2 separate regions of the Mus musculus genome follow, and region 1 is linked to region 2. A link is a contact called in public HiChIP or PLAC-seq data. All regions are on one chromosome and are shown on one strand. The core of a region is the stretch at or near the end of the contact, and the rest is flanking DNA. Distances in the headings are between cores, read along the strand shown.

Region 1 (7,232 bases), core at 1,712-4,211, 85 kb after region 2:
CTCTGTAGACCAGGCTGACTTCGAACTCACAGAGATCCACCTAAAGGCCTGGCAGCCTCCATCTCTTGAGTGCCACCCTTACAGGATTCTCCCACCACGTCTGATTTTTATTCATTTGCAGACTCCTGCAGTGGGTTGAGCTTATCGCTGGCCTTGGGTTGCATTCGCGTCGTGATGGTTGCCCGGCTCACAGAGCTTCAGGACATGACTTCTTGGTCCACTACAGAAGAAATCTTCGGAGCCCTGGGGAAGAGAATTGGTGGGCTGGGGGTAGAGTTTCATGAGCCGGACCTAGAAGAAACATTATCATGCTTATTCCATTGGCTGGAACTCAGCCATCTGTCTCCGTTCTCTGTGTGTCCCCAGGACACTTGCTGCCACTTCCTGTTCTTCCCCATAGCAGACCTTCCATCCTGTATGCTCTGTTGCAACCCCACCCAGGTTCCAGTGACCTATGGTTCAGCATCTTTAGGTCTTATGTGTTCCCCAAACCTTATATCTCAAGCAGTGGGTCGGACCTCTCACACTGCAGGATGGAGTCTAACTTGATCCCATCCACCAAGCCTCATTTTCCTTCTCTGGCTTGTGATTCAGGGAACCGTTCATTCTGTCAAGCGCCCAATCTATAAAGCCCAGAAACGGCCCTGGCTGTCACCAGTTCCTCCATGAAGGCTCCTTGAATCACTTCCATTTCACAAATCATTCTCTCTCCACCCTGTACCGACTCAGCCCAGCTCAGATTCTCGTGTTAACCTCCTCTCAAGCACCAACGACCCCACAATCGTTTGAAGCTGCATCTTCTAAATCCGATCTAATGACATCACTGTGCTGTTGTCCACGTAACCACATTGCTTGAGGTCCCCCATCTGTGTCGTGGCAGGACTGAGGTGGGGACTCTGTTTTATGAGCGTTTGGAGACCTGGGATTCCACTCCTCATTCCTTGCAGGATGAGGAGCCAGAAAGCACAAAGACCATTCTTCACATAGCAGAAACCCTCAAACGGTGCAGAGCCAGCCACCTCCTTTGCACACACTCAGAATCCTGCAGTGGGTCGGCAGCTTTACTGAGGGGCCTACTGTCGTGTCCCCCACCCCCAACACACACACACCTGTTCTGTTTCACTGAGATTCCTAATCCCCAGAGCTTGGCAACCAGGCTCTTTTCACAAGGGCAGCCTTGTCTCAGGACACTGTTCTTGCAAGACAAAAACCTTTCCGAAAGACCCCCGAGGGTCACTATGGTCCACTCTGCCTTTCTTATCTTCCTGAAGATGAGGCAGCCACTTTGTGAAAATGAATTGGGTTAAGAGGAGTCTGGGATTCGGTCTTTGAGACTGTCTTTGTTTCGGCCCAATCTTCTTTTCACTCACCCACCTTCATATAAGATGTATTTTTTTCTATATTTATTTAAGACAAGGTATTGTCTTACTACACAGTTCAGGCTGATCTTGAACTCTTGATCTCTCTGCCTCTATTTCCTGTAATGGGTTGATTGGTATATAGCACCACACTGGCCTTACAGTAGCCCCTTTTACATACATTAGCTTCCTGGTTATCTGTCTCCTGACCAAAAAGTCAAGAAACAACGTAGAAAAATGCAGCTACTTTGTTTCCAGGCACTGTCTCAAGAAAGCAAGGCAACACTGTTTCCAGCCTGCAACACTGTCTCGTTAGGGTTCTCTTCTTCCCAGGGAACCCGCGCAAGTGTCTGGCTTATTACGTCTGGAGCTCGCTCAAGTCTTACTGAATGAGTGAATGAGCACAGTGACATAGATGACCCTGTGAGGCAGATGATGGCATTGTGCTTCCTTTTCCCCCAATCACTACGACAGGCCCCGTGATCGCTCACAAACCAGGCTCTGTGTCTAGGGCCTAGACGTACCTTCCTCTCGGCAGAACTGGTGGATCTCAAACAGTGCCTACCAGGTCTACAGGTGGCAACTCTGTTTGCCCACGCGTTCAGGTTCAAAGTATCAGTCCCATCCCCTTCCTGTCTCCTGTCCTCCCCAGCACTGGCAAACACCAGGGTCACAGAGTCAAAGTGACTCCTGAGCGTGGCTACCTCCTGGGCCACCACTATTACCAGCTTTACCTCCGAGGTGGCAACATTTCCTAACTGGGCCCCTGCTCTCCTTCTCCCCTCCCTGACCCATTTTTCTTGTGCAGACAGGAACCTCCTGACAAACTCAGGTTGCTTCTCCCTGCCCTATCGACTGCTTCAGACAACTATTCTTACACGTGGAATAGAGTCCAGAGTCCTCACCAGATGCTACAATATGCATGCGAACATGCACACTGTCTATCTCTCATTGACTCTGGTCTAGCCATGTAGCCATGTGTTTCGCATACACAGGCTACTGTTCCAAGACTTTGGTTCTTTGCACTGTCCTGACCTGGAACTTTCTTTCCCACCGGTGGGCTTGGCTCCCTCTTTTTCATGAGCTCTCAGTTCAAACACGCCAGCAAGCCCTTTCCTGCCTACCTCATCGAAGAAGGAACAGCACCTTCTTCGGATCATTTTTTTTGGTAGCCCTGCCCAGTGTTGGTTTTCCTGTTTATGAGGTGTCATTATCTCTAAATTGTAAGTGCTGCACGCACAAATCCTACTGTGTGCTGGCATACTCCAGGGACTAGAACTGGGCCTGGCACAAGGCAAGCCTGGCATACACGCTTAACAGGGCAAAAATGAGAGGGCATCCAACAGACAGAGACACTGGCAGAGGCAGATCTACTGGGCACAAAGGACTCGGAGCACGGGCCTTCATGGCAGGTCTCACGTTCTCCAATCCCCCTGTCTCAGAGTATACCACCAATTTCTGCTGTCTCCCAATATGGACTCTGGCCTCAGCCATGGGTTTTCTTTGGCCAGGGAAACATTCACAGAGTTCAGGGAGATAAGCTGAGGCCTTATCAGCTCTCTGCCTCACCGCAAGAACATGCCTGGGCATGCCTGCAGCGGGGATGCAGAAGTCCATTCACAGTGTGGACCAGCCAGTGCACAGGCCTCACCGGCAGGTGTGTGTGGGGTGGGGGTTGGGGGTGGGGGCAAGGACCAGCATGACTGTGGCCCAGGGAAAGGTAGCCAAGTTGAGTCTGCAGGCTCCAGATCCAGGAGACCTGGGAGCTAGGCTGTGTAGGCAAGACTGAGCAGTGTAGCATGAGACTTCATATTGCCTTGAGCCCCAAGGACACACTAACTGAGGGGCCGAGGAAATGGGGAGATCAGTGAAGTGGGACAGGAAGAGGACACAGATTGCAGTGTGAGGTCATTGCTCCTAAGGTGGGCTGAGTCAGGGACAGGAGTTCTGAGTCACTCAGAGGATTCTACCCGCCGGTCACATAGCTCCCCATTCAGGTCCTTCAATCGCATTCCCCCTTTCTCTCCCAAGACATTCAATACTTCTTATTTCCTGTTACAGCTTACCTGTCTAATCCTAGTCATTGCTGTCAAACTTTAAAATTAATTCTCAGGGGCCAGAGAGATGAGAGTACAAGGACCTGAGCCTGGATCCCCAGGCCCCCCGGCTGGGCATGGCTGTGCTCTAATGGTGGGGACAGGTAGATTCCCAGAAATAAGAAGAGAGCAATCAAACAAGCCACTGGTGTATTCCTCTGGGCTGTACATGTGTGTCAGCATTGGCATTTGTGTGCACGCGCACACGTACACACATATAAACAAACAAACAAAACAAAACAGATATAAGACCCAATGTAATCTACATAAAGATTTAAACCATGCCTGAGACAGAGTTCAATGGCCCTAGCCATGGAGAGAAGGCTGGCGTAGGAATTCTCTAGAAGCACTCAACTTGTCTGGGCGGCTTCACCGAGCTTCGTGAGGTCTCTGACCCACATCTGCAAGCGGTACTCTGAGTAGCCAGCTGCCTACGGGAGGCAGGTTGGAGACTGCCTCTTGGCAATGGCAAATTCAGGGAAATTACAGAGGTTGGTGTTTGTTGGTTTTGGTTGCTTAGCAGCTACACACCATGGTGGAGGTGGGGCTAATCCAGAATGGGAACCCCCTACAGGCCAAAGATCCCTCACAACATCCCTACAGAGTTCGTGGGCACTGAACCTGGGCCCCCTGAGAAGCCAGGGCCATCAGAGATGCCATTCATCATGTCCCCAGCAACAGCATCCAGGGGCAACTTGACCCTGGGGGCAGCAGGACGGTCCTCTAGAGTCCTTTCCTGTGGTTCTACTGCAGTCTTATGGGTTCCTGGACAATTTAAGAGATGGGTCTTCTTAGTTTACCTGGTGATTCTGTGGACTGCTCAGTCACCCTTCCAGAAAATTCTCACTGGGCAGAATTAGCCAGCCTGGTTTTCTGCTGTGTACAACCAGTAGCTCGTCTTTGTCTACCTTCTACCCCACCTCACCTCTTAGAAACCACATCCAAGAGCCCTGTCTCCACCCTTCAAGTTACCAGGAGCACAAACAAACCCTGCGGTCCTGGAGAAGATGAGTCAGCCTGTACCAGAGTACCAAAAAACAGGGTAAAAGGTGTGACAGGCTAGTGTTGGAATTGTCAGCCAGGCTTCTTTCTTGGTGTATCATCCTAGCCTGTGATGTATCATAATGCCTTAGTTTATCAAGGCTGTGCTGTGGGAGCTTGACTGCTGAACATTGGAGTTCAGAGCCTTGCCTCAGCAAAACCCCAACCATGGGAGGCATTCTCCTGCCTCACCCCAGCTTCAGCATCTGGGTGCCACAGAAGTTAGGGGACAGAGATACCAACATTCCCAGAACACCCTACACGTATCTCCACATAAACTGGACATGGTGGACTATATGGTTTGTCTGGAAAGAGAGGGACCGAGATAGCCCAGTCCTCCATTTCCTCCTCAAGAGGCTGAGACAAGGTTCTGGGGTCAGAAGACGCTGAGGGTCAATCAGTCTGAGGTCTGGATGGACCATAGACTCCTTGGATGTACCCAGCAACGGTAGACATTGGCAACGATGTATCTGAAATATATAGACATTTGCAAAAGATGCTGAGTGAGGCCAGAGGCCGTCTTTGTAGATGTCCACTAAAACAAATTAGCATCCAAAACCAGAAGCTATCTCCATGGCTCCAACTGGAAGGAGAAGGAGGAGGGACACTTAGAATTCGCCAAGGCAACCTTGAATTTTTCCAGAAAAGAATGCTTTCACGCCATGCAACATGGGAAAAGGAGATGGAGGTGAAAATTTCCATGGACAGAAAGTAAAAACACTCACACGTCTGACTTGAGGGCCTGAAGTCTGCCTCCATTATAGAGATCTCACTCAGGAAACCTTGCTGCCCCTGGTGCCCACGAAGACAAAAGCCAAGGAGGACATGGTGAGTTTTACAGGGAGAGTTTGACATCTAGGTAAAATGACTTTTTCAGTAGGCACCTGGGGTATACCGGGCTCCTGGAATGTGCTGGACACCATGCTCAAAATGAGATGAGGCTCCCCACTCTCTTGGATAGCGCTCAGCGCAGTGGGGATTATCATTTTGCTGACGAGGAAAGCACAGTATAGGGTACTGAATGAAGGAGTCAGACTGCATGCTTCCCATAGCTCAGTTAAATCACGCCAAGCGGCTGCACGGATAGGTTTCTGGGACAACCAGGAATACAGCTCTGGAACTTTAAACCCGAAGGTGGTGTTGGGAGAGATGGGAGGTTCCGGAGGGAAGGGATTTACTAAGGCGCAGGTTCTTGGGGCGAACTCTGGAAGGCGTTGTGCGACCCCTCGTGGATGTGAGAGAAATAACAGCGTGGCACTTCCCTGCGCATGCGTTGCGTCGGAGTACCTAGTTCAGCTGGTACTCAGAGCTCAGCGAGGAGAGAGGAGCGCTCATGTTGTATGGGGTTAAAACCCAACTCAGCTCTGTGACTATTCTAGAGGATCCGGGTCTGGGGAAGGGCATTCTGGGAAGATAGAAGGGAAACAGATCTTCACTAAGTGTTGACTGCCCACGTGGAAATAAGATGCAAAAGTGAAAGATGAGGGACTCATCAGGTAGTGATAACTGCTGCTCAAACCTGGTGTCCTGAATCCGAACCTGAGTCAGGGTAGAACATGAGAAAGGATTCCGGAAAGCTGTCCTCTGACCTCCACAGTCGAAACGAAAACGACATACTCCTTCACACTTACTTGGAGGCTAGAATTAAAAGAGACGGCATATGCACAGTTCAGCCACTCATGTTGGAGGCCAGCAGAGGACTAAGGTCTCTCTGGAGACTGCAGTTTCAAACTATTGCAAGCAGAATGTCTGTAAAGACACCCACAGTGTCACTGTGCCGGCTGGAGGCATTCCTCCAGGGGTCCAGGTACTCGGCTTCCCTCTGAGGGCCATGGTGAAGTATGGAGGAAACCCTCCAAACACCTTTCTTTCTTTCTTTCTTTCTTTCTTTCTTTCTTTCTTTCTTTCTTTCTTTCTTTCTTTCTTTCTTTCTTTCTTTCTTTCTTTCTTTCTTTCTTTCTTTCTTCCTTTCTCCCTCCCTCCCTCCCTCCCTCCCTCCCTCTCTCTCTCTCTCTCTTTCTTTCTTTCTTTCTTTCTTCTTTCTCTTCTCTCTCTTTCATGTGTGTGTGTGTGTGTATATGTGTATGTATGTGTGTGTGTGTATAGTGTGTAGTGTGTGTGTGCCCGCGCTTGTCCTTATACAACATGTGAAAGCATACAGGAGCCTTTGGAAGCCAGAAGAGGGCATCAGAGCCCTTGGAAGTGGAGTTACAGGCCTTTGTGAGCCACCATGTAGGTGCTAGGAACAGAAAGCAGGACCTCTGGAAGAGCAGCAGTGTCCTTTAACTGCTGAGCCATCTCTCCAGACCCCCTTTTTAAAGACTGACTCTCATGTAGCCCAAACTCACTATGTAACCAAGGATGACCTTACACTTCTAATCCTCCTGCCTCCATTTAACCATGAGTACTTGGGGGGGGGGGCGGGGGAAGAGGGCAGCATCTATCTTTTATATACTACATAATTAAATTTTAGAAAGAAAATCATTTCTATTTATTTAAAAATTGAGTATTTGTAATTTGCTGCTCCCAGGATTTTTATCCTATAATGAAATGTGTTCTTTTCTCACAAATTTACAATTGTTAAGTGCATTGGTTAGCACTGTCAGTTTACCAGGATCTAGAATTATTAAGGGGACAAATTTCTGAGCATGCCCGTGAGGAGGTTTCTAGACCAGGCTAAACTAAGGTGTGGAGACCCACCCTACATGTAAGCGGAGATCCCAGAGTGACTAAACAG
Region 2 (6,517 bases), core at 2,554-5,053:
TCAGCTGGTGAAGGTACGTGCCTGATTTTCACCCCAGGACCCATGTAAAAAGCCGAATGCAGCAGTGCACACATCTGTAACATGACAGTCCTGGTCTGGCACAGGGCACACTGGTACAGACAAGAGAGACTCTGCCTAGGAGAGAAAAATTGGTCTTTGCCTGCACATGTGTGCCATGGTGGTGTGGCTCTCTTCCTCCTCCTCTTTGTCACACACACACACACAGAGGCACAGAGAGAGAGAGAGAGAGAGAGAGAGAGAGAGAGAGAGAGAGAGAGACAGAGAGACAGAGAGACAGAGAGACAGAGAGACAGACAGAGACAGAGACAGAGACAGAGACAGAGACTGAAAGACAGGAATTTAAAATACAAAGGACACTTGAGCCAGGTGTGGCAATAATGGTCTTTAATCCAGCATTCAGGAGACAGAGGTAGGTGAATCTCGAGTTTGAGACTAGTCAGGTATGCAGAGTGAGTTTCAGCAAGGCATGGCTCTACAGAGAGATTCCATCTTGAAAACAACAACAACAACGTTATAATTAAAAACTAAAGACACTGGAATGTCAGTCTCCTCTGGAGATCACGGCTTTGACCTTCACTCCAGTTCTGGGCCTGTTATTTACAATATTTGAGATCCAGATGTAATTTTCCAATCCTGTTGATCTACAAGATGGAAGTAACCCTGGCCTCATGTGCCTGTTGTCAGGTTGGAATGAGGTGACATCATTTATCTGGGGAGCACTTATGATGACAGACAAGGACAATCAGTGTCTGAGTTGTCCGAAACCTATGTTGTGCTTAGAGCTAATAAAAATGCCCACCTCGCCGGGTGGTGGTGGCGCACGCCTTTAATCCCAGCACTTGGGAGGCAGAGGCAGGCGGATTTCTGAGTTCGAGGCCAGCCTGGTCTACAAAGTGAGTTCCAGGACAGCCAGGGCTACACAGAGAAACCCTGTCTCGAAAAAACCAAAATAATAATAATAATAATAATAATAATAATAATAATAATAATAAATAAAATGCCCACCTCATCAGCAAGGACAGAAAGCAGTTCTGACTCTCATTGGCTGAGCTCAAATGAGTATGTCTGTTGAGCTGACTCCCTGGTTAAGAGCATGTACCTTTCTGGCGGTTCGGTTCCCAGCACCCATGTCTGGCTGTTCACAATCATCTGAAACTCCAGCTCCGAAGGCTCCAACACCCCTTCTGGCTTCCGTGGGCTCAGCTCACGTGGACCTGCTCCTCCACAGGCACGTAATTGCAAATAAGAAAAATAAATCTCTTTGAAAAATCAACATCATGAGCCAAACATTGTGTTAACGGCTGGGGAAACAATACAAACTTGAGAAATCCAAAGCTATGGTGACACAGACCTTTAATTCCAGCACCCAGGAAGCAGAGGCAGGTGTATCATTGCAAGAGTTAGAGGCCAGCCTAATCTATATAGTTAGTCCCTGGCTAGTAAAGGCTACATAGTTAAACCTTGTCTCAAAAAGAACAAACAAAGAAACAAAACCCTCCACACAGAGTTAATTAAAAACACAACCACTGCCTTGAAGTAGTAATAGTCTAGGGAAACCGTAAGAGATTTTTTTTTTCTCTCTGTGTAGCCCTGGCTGCCCTGGACCTCTCTCTGTAGACCAGGCTGGCCTCAAACTTAGAGATCTGCCTGCCTCTTCTCCCAGAGTGCTAAGATTAAAGGTCTGTGCCACCTTGCCTTGACCCACAATACAAGATTTTAGATTTCTTTTATTTATTCTTGTGTATGTGTATAATGTGTGGGCGCCTAAGCACGTGTGCCATGTATACTTGCCGTGGTGTGTGTGAGGGCATTCGAGGATGACTCTCAGGATCTGGTTGTCTCCTTTTTGTGTAGAACAGAAAGGTCAACAGGTTTAGGAGACAGGCAGCTAGACTTGCTTTCCCGAACTCTTGGCCCTTTTTCTTTAAGACTGGGTCCAGTTCTACAGGCAGCACGCCAGGTCCCCAAAGAGGAGAGATGCTTAAAGAAGATGAGACAGGGAGAAGCTGTGCCTAAAGAAGCTCCTGGGAGGGGCGCTTAGGGGAAGGCTTGAAGGCAGACAAAGGAGGGCGAGGAGAGCCCGGTCCAGGTCAGCGGAGGGATGCATGCAAAGATCCTGGGGTACCCACTGTAGTCTCATCCTAGAAAAAGCTAATTGTCTGACAAGGCTGTAAAGTAAATACCTTTTGTGAGGTGACAGGGGACACTGGAAAAGTGAGTATCTTGGGTTGGCCCTTCTGTAACCAAGACCACAGATTAGATAATGTGTAAAGAAATGTCTTCCCTACAGTTCTGTAGGCTGGGAGGTCAATATCAGGGGTTGTAATTTCTATGTTATTACATGATGGGGGGTGGAGGGGCGTGGAAGACAGGACTTTTTTTGGTCTTGTTTTGTTGTTTTTTGTTTGTTTGTTTGTTTGTTTGTTTTTTCGAGAGAGGGTTTCTCTGTGTAGCCCTGGCTGTCCTGGAACTCACTCTGTAGACCAGGCTGGCCTCGAACTCAGAAATCTGCCTGCCTCTGCCTCTCAGGTGCTGGGATTAAAGGCAAGCGCCACCACTGCCAGGCAGAACTTACCATCTTGTTTCTTTGTTTGTTTGTTTGTTTGTTTGTTTGTTTTTTAAAGCTGAGAACGGAACCCAGGCTTCTCACACCGTAGGCAATCACTCTGCCACTGTGCCATATTCTCAGGTGGTTTTATTGTTTTGGTTTCTTTCTTTCTTTCTTTCTTTCTTTCTTTTTTTCTTTCTTTCTTTCTTTCTCTTGGCTTATTTTATGCATATGAATGTTTAACTCCATGTATATATGTGAACTGTATGCATAGCTGGTGCCTTGGAGGTCAGAAAAGGACATTGGATTCCCCTGAAACTAGAGTTACAGATGGTTGTAAGCCACCAAGTGCATGCTGGGAATTGAACCTGGGTTCTCTCCAGCCACACCGAATTATTTTCTTGTGTTTTTTTACTTTGAGAGAGTGGTCAGGCTGTCTTGAACTCACTCTGTAACCCGGATGGGCCTTGAACTTGCCATCCTCCTGCCTCAGCCTCCTGTGTAGTAGGATTTCCAGGCCTGCTCCATGAGGCCACTTTACTATAATGAGCCAATCTTACACAGTGGTAACTATCTCTCTAGGCTTAGGCCAGTAAACCACAACTCCGGAAGCAGAGACAGCTATTCAAGATCATTGTCAGGTACGTATTGAGGCTAGCCTGAGCTAGAGACCCTGACAGAGAGAGAGAGAGAGAGAGAGAGAGAGAGAGAGAGAGAGAGAGAGAGAGAGAGAGAGAAAGCTAAACAAAAGAAGTTTTAAATAAAAGAATCCACCTAGGAATTTAGATTGGAATCAGAAGAACCAGCTCAGAAATTAAGGGGTTAATTCAGACTTCTAGATCAAATTTGAAGGTGAGGAGCTGAAGCAAGGAGACTTCTGATCTTTGAGGACGGTGGAGAGGAAGTGGCTCATGTCATAGGATCCATACATGTGCAATGTGGTTCTCATCACAGCTGGCGATGACATGCCAGCCAGGCATCCAGCAGAGGGATACAGCCCAGTTCAGAAGCCTTTTCAGTATCATGGCTGAAAGATACTATGTAACCAGGTGTGGGGAAGGAGAGCAGTGTCCTATTGACAGAGGCCTGATAAACATTGAGAGCGTTCATCCTGGGGGTGTGAGACTAAAATAAGTTCCAAGACAGCTTAATGACCCATCCCAGCCTTCTCCCGGGAGTGAGTCACCAGCATTGTATTACCCCTGATCAGCCTTCACTGCCCTGGCGCCCACGACAAAGCCACCGAGATACCACACGGGCTGCACTGCTTCCGGATAAAGCTTTGGGCCTGTACCACAGGGAAGATAACACTAGCCAGCCTCATCAATCATTCCCAGGCATGCTACACTCTCCCTTCACTTCTTACATTCAGGGTTTGCATAAGCAGGCACTGTGTAGAGGTGAAGGTCTCTGTAGTCCTGCAGGGCTCTGTGGCCAGAGTGGACGTGGCCAGTCACTGAGGCCGTCCGGGCCTGCTCCTACCCACAGTACTGCTTGCTAGAGGGACTCCTCACAGCAGGGAATAATGAGACTGGATAGGAGTGGCCTAGTGCCCAATCCAACTGCAGTTCTATCACTTATGAAATAAGGAAAACAGGTGAGCCTGTGATTCCAGCTATTCAGAAGGCCGAATGAAGTAGGAGGATGGTAAGTTCAAGGTTACCCTGGTCTGAAAATCAAGTTCCAGGACAGCCAGGGCTACATAATGAGACACTACCTCAAAACAAAAACAGAAACAGAAACAGAAAAACAAAGCCAGACAAACAAAGGAACGGGCGAGATGGCCAGACTGGAGCAGGGGCTTTGAATTTCCATTCTGGGTCCACAGTGCAGAAGCTGTGTGAAACCAAGTGGTCCTTCAACCTCTTGGAGACTGTCCTTCACGCTCATCAGTGGCAACCTATCAGCTGCTGCTCCTCTGGGGACTGGCTGACATTTTGAGAGCTTAGGGTGCGCTCTGGGTACTGTTCAAAGACCACTGCATATCTGTATCACCTCCAGCATTAGCAATAAACCTAGGCAAGGGACATGTGCTGTTATTATGAACACTCTGCCCCCTCCCACTCCCCACCCCCTCACTCCCCCACCTCTGGCCCCCGCTCAATCTCAGACCAGAGAACAGTGAAGTGGGGAGCTAAAGAGCTTGCCTGGAGTCTCATACAGCTACAGAGCCTGGATTTGGACCTGGGAGGCTGATGGGTATAGCCCATGCCTCACTGGATCCTTTTCTGGTTTTGTTTGTTTGCTCGCAGCAGCACTAGGTTGGAGCCAGCTCCTTGGGGACACCAGGCAAGGCTGTATGTACCTCCTGGTCCTTGGAGTTCATGTTTTCAATTACTACGGGTAGCGCACGGAACACTGGCACATGGGACATGCTCCACGGTTGTTAGTGTTTGACTCAATGTTTGCCTTAACCAGGCATGGTAAACACACCTGTAGCCCCAGCACTTTGGCAACTGGGGTATGGGAATAGCAAGCTCAAGGCTAGCTTGGGCTATACCTTTAAGTTCCAGAATAGTGTGGAAGAGATATTAAGATCTTGTCTTTAAAAAAAAAAAAAAAAAAAAGTACCCAGGTGGTGATAGTGGTGCATGCAGAAGCAGGCAGATCTCTGTGAGTTCAAGACCAGTCTGGTCTACAGAATGACAGTCAGGGCTACCCAAAGAAACTCTGTCTTGAAAACTGAGAGAGAGCGAGAAAGAGAGACAGAGACAGACGAGAGAGACAGAGACAGACAGACAGACAGACAGACAGACAGAGAAGTATTTTTAGTATATTTAGAGAAATATAATACCCAGAAAAAAAAACAAGATTTCATACAGGTGAGGTATTAATCAGGAAAAATTGGAGCTGGAAGCCTGCGGGAGGTTGAACCCACAGAAATGGGAGGAGGATAGAGCCGAGCCGAGCGGGTGACCAGTGCTGAGCAGCAGCTCTCAGGAGTCACATGGGCCATTCAAAGCCTGACAGTGTTGGGAGGAGCCCAGCCGGGCAGTGGGGCAGTGCGTGGAAGTTCTTGGTGAGGACTGGGCAGTGGGAAGTGGAGACACAGTCGGTGGCCTGCATTTGAGGCAGGAGACTCTGCTTCCTGGTGGATGAGAGTGGGGAAGAAGGCACATTGACAATCTAAGAGCCAACTGCATGGGAAGGAGTTAGAGTGTGGTTCTGGAAAAATCTCACCGTGTCTTTATAGATGTGATTGGACCACAGCAGGTCAGTGGGACATTTGGCCCCACCTCAGAATTTAAGGGCTCCAAACTCAATAATCAAGAAAAATAATATTTGTAAAGATTTATTTATTTTATTTGCATGAGTGTTTTGTCTGCATGTATGTGAATGCACCATATATATGTCTGGTGCCTGTGAGGGTCATAGAAGGCATCAGATTCCCTGAACTGGAGTTATAGAGAGCTACAAACCATCACATGGGTGCTGGGAACTGAACCTGGGTCCTCTGCAAAAGCAGCAAGTGTTCTTAATCACTGAGCCATCTCTCCAGCCCCTACAGTTTTTCATTTTAAGACAAGATTTTGCTAATTCATCCTGGCTGGCTTTGAACTTACACTGTAGCCCCAACTGGTCTCGAACTTCTCCTGTCTCAGCCTCTTGAGTAGCTGGAACAACGGATATAAGGCACAGGGCCTGGCTTGCCTTGGATTTCTCTCTCTCTCTCTCTCTCTCTCTTTCTTTTTTTTTTTTTTTTGGTTTTTCGAGACAGGGTTTCTCTGTGTAGCCCTGGCTGTCCTAGAACTCACTCTGTAGACCAGGCTGGCCTCGAACTCAGAAATCCGCCTGCCTCTGCCTCCCAAGTGCTGGGATTAAAGGCATACACCAACACGGCCCGGCTTTGCTCAGATTTCATGTACCAGGTTTAGGTGGGCCCTGGAGACAATACTGAGTACACACATGAGGCGCCTCTGTGTACTTTGTAGACAGGAGCCAGGCATG

The links. HiChIP or PLAC-seq counts read pairs in DNA pulled down with a chosen protein or histone mark.
Region 1: a contact with region 2 is called in an H3K27ac HiChIP or PLAC-seq map of extraembryonic endoderm stem cells. The contact joins two enhancer-like sites. A contact is called at or near these places in 4 of 115 datasets of contacts at active chromatin or transcription factors (embryonic stem cells, extraembryonic endoderm stem cells, pancreatic cancer cells and 1 more) and 3 of 9 other capture datasets (adipose tissue, liver and pancreatic islet).

Annotation. Positions count from the first base shown.
Region 1 is chr11:94,271,465-94,278,696 of GRCm38.p6, forward strand. It overlaps Gm38956 (a long non-coding RNA gene), which reads right to left and starts at 6,413. Exons shown (of 3, transcript XR_880146.1): 1 at 5,380-6,413; 2 at 5,221-5,287; 3 at 1-291. Within about 2 kb of position 2,962, at least 60 of the 459 cell types and tissues checked have an H3K27ac peak or open chromatin away from gene starts, as enhancers often do. A contact at or near this core is called in extraembryonic endoderm stem cells and pancreatic cancer cells, where this site is marked.
Region 2 is chr11:94,185,913-94,192,429 of GRCm38.p6, forward strand. No RefSeq gene overlaps it. Among named protein-coding and RNA genes, the nearest start is that of Tob1, 22 kb to the right of the region's middle. Within about 2 kb of position 3,804, at least 54 of the 459 cell types and tissues checked have an H3K27ac peak or open chromatin away from gene starts, as enhancers often do. A contact at or near this core is called in extraembryonic endoderm stem cells and pancreatic cancer cells, where this site is marked.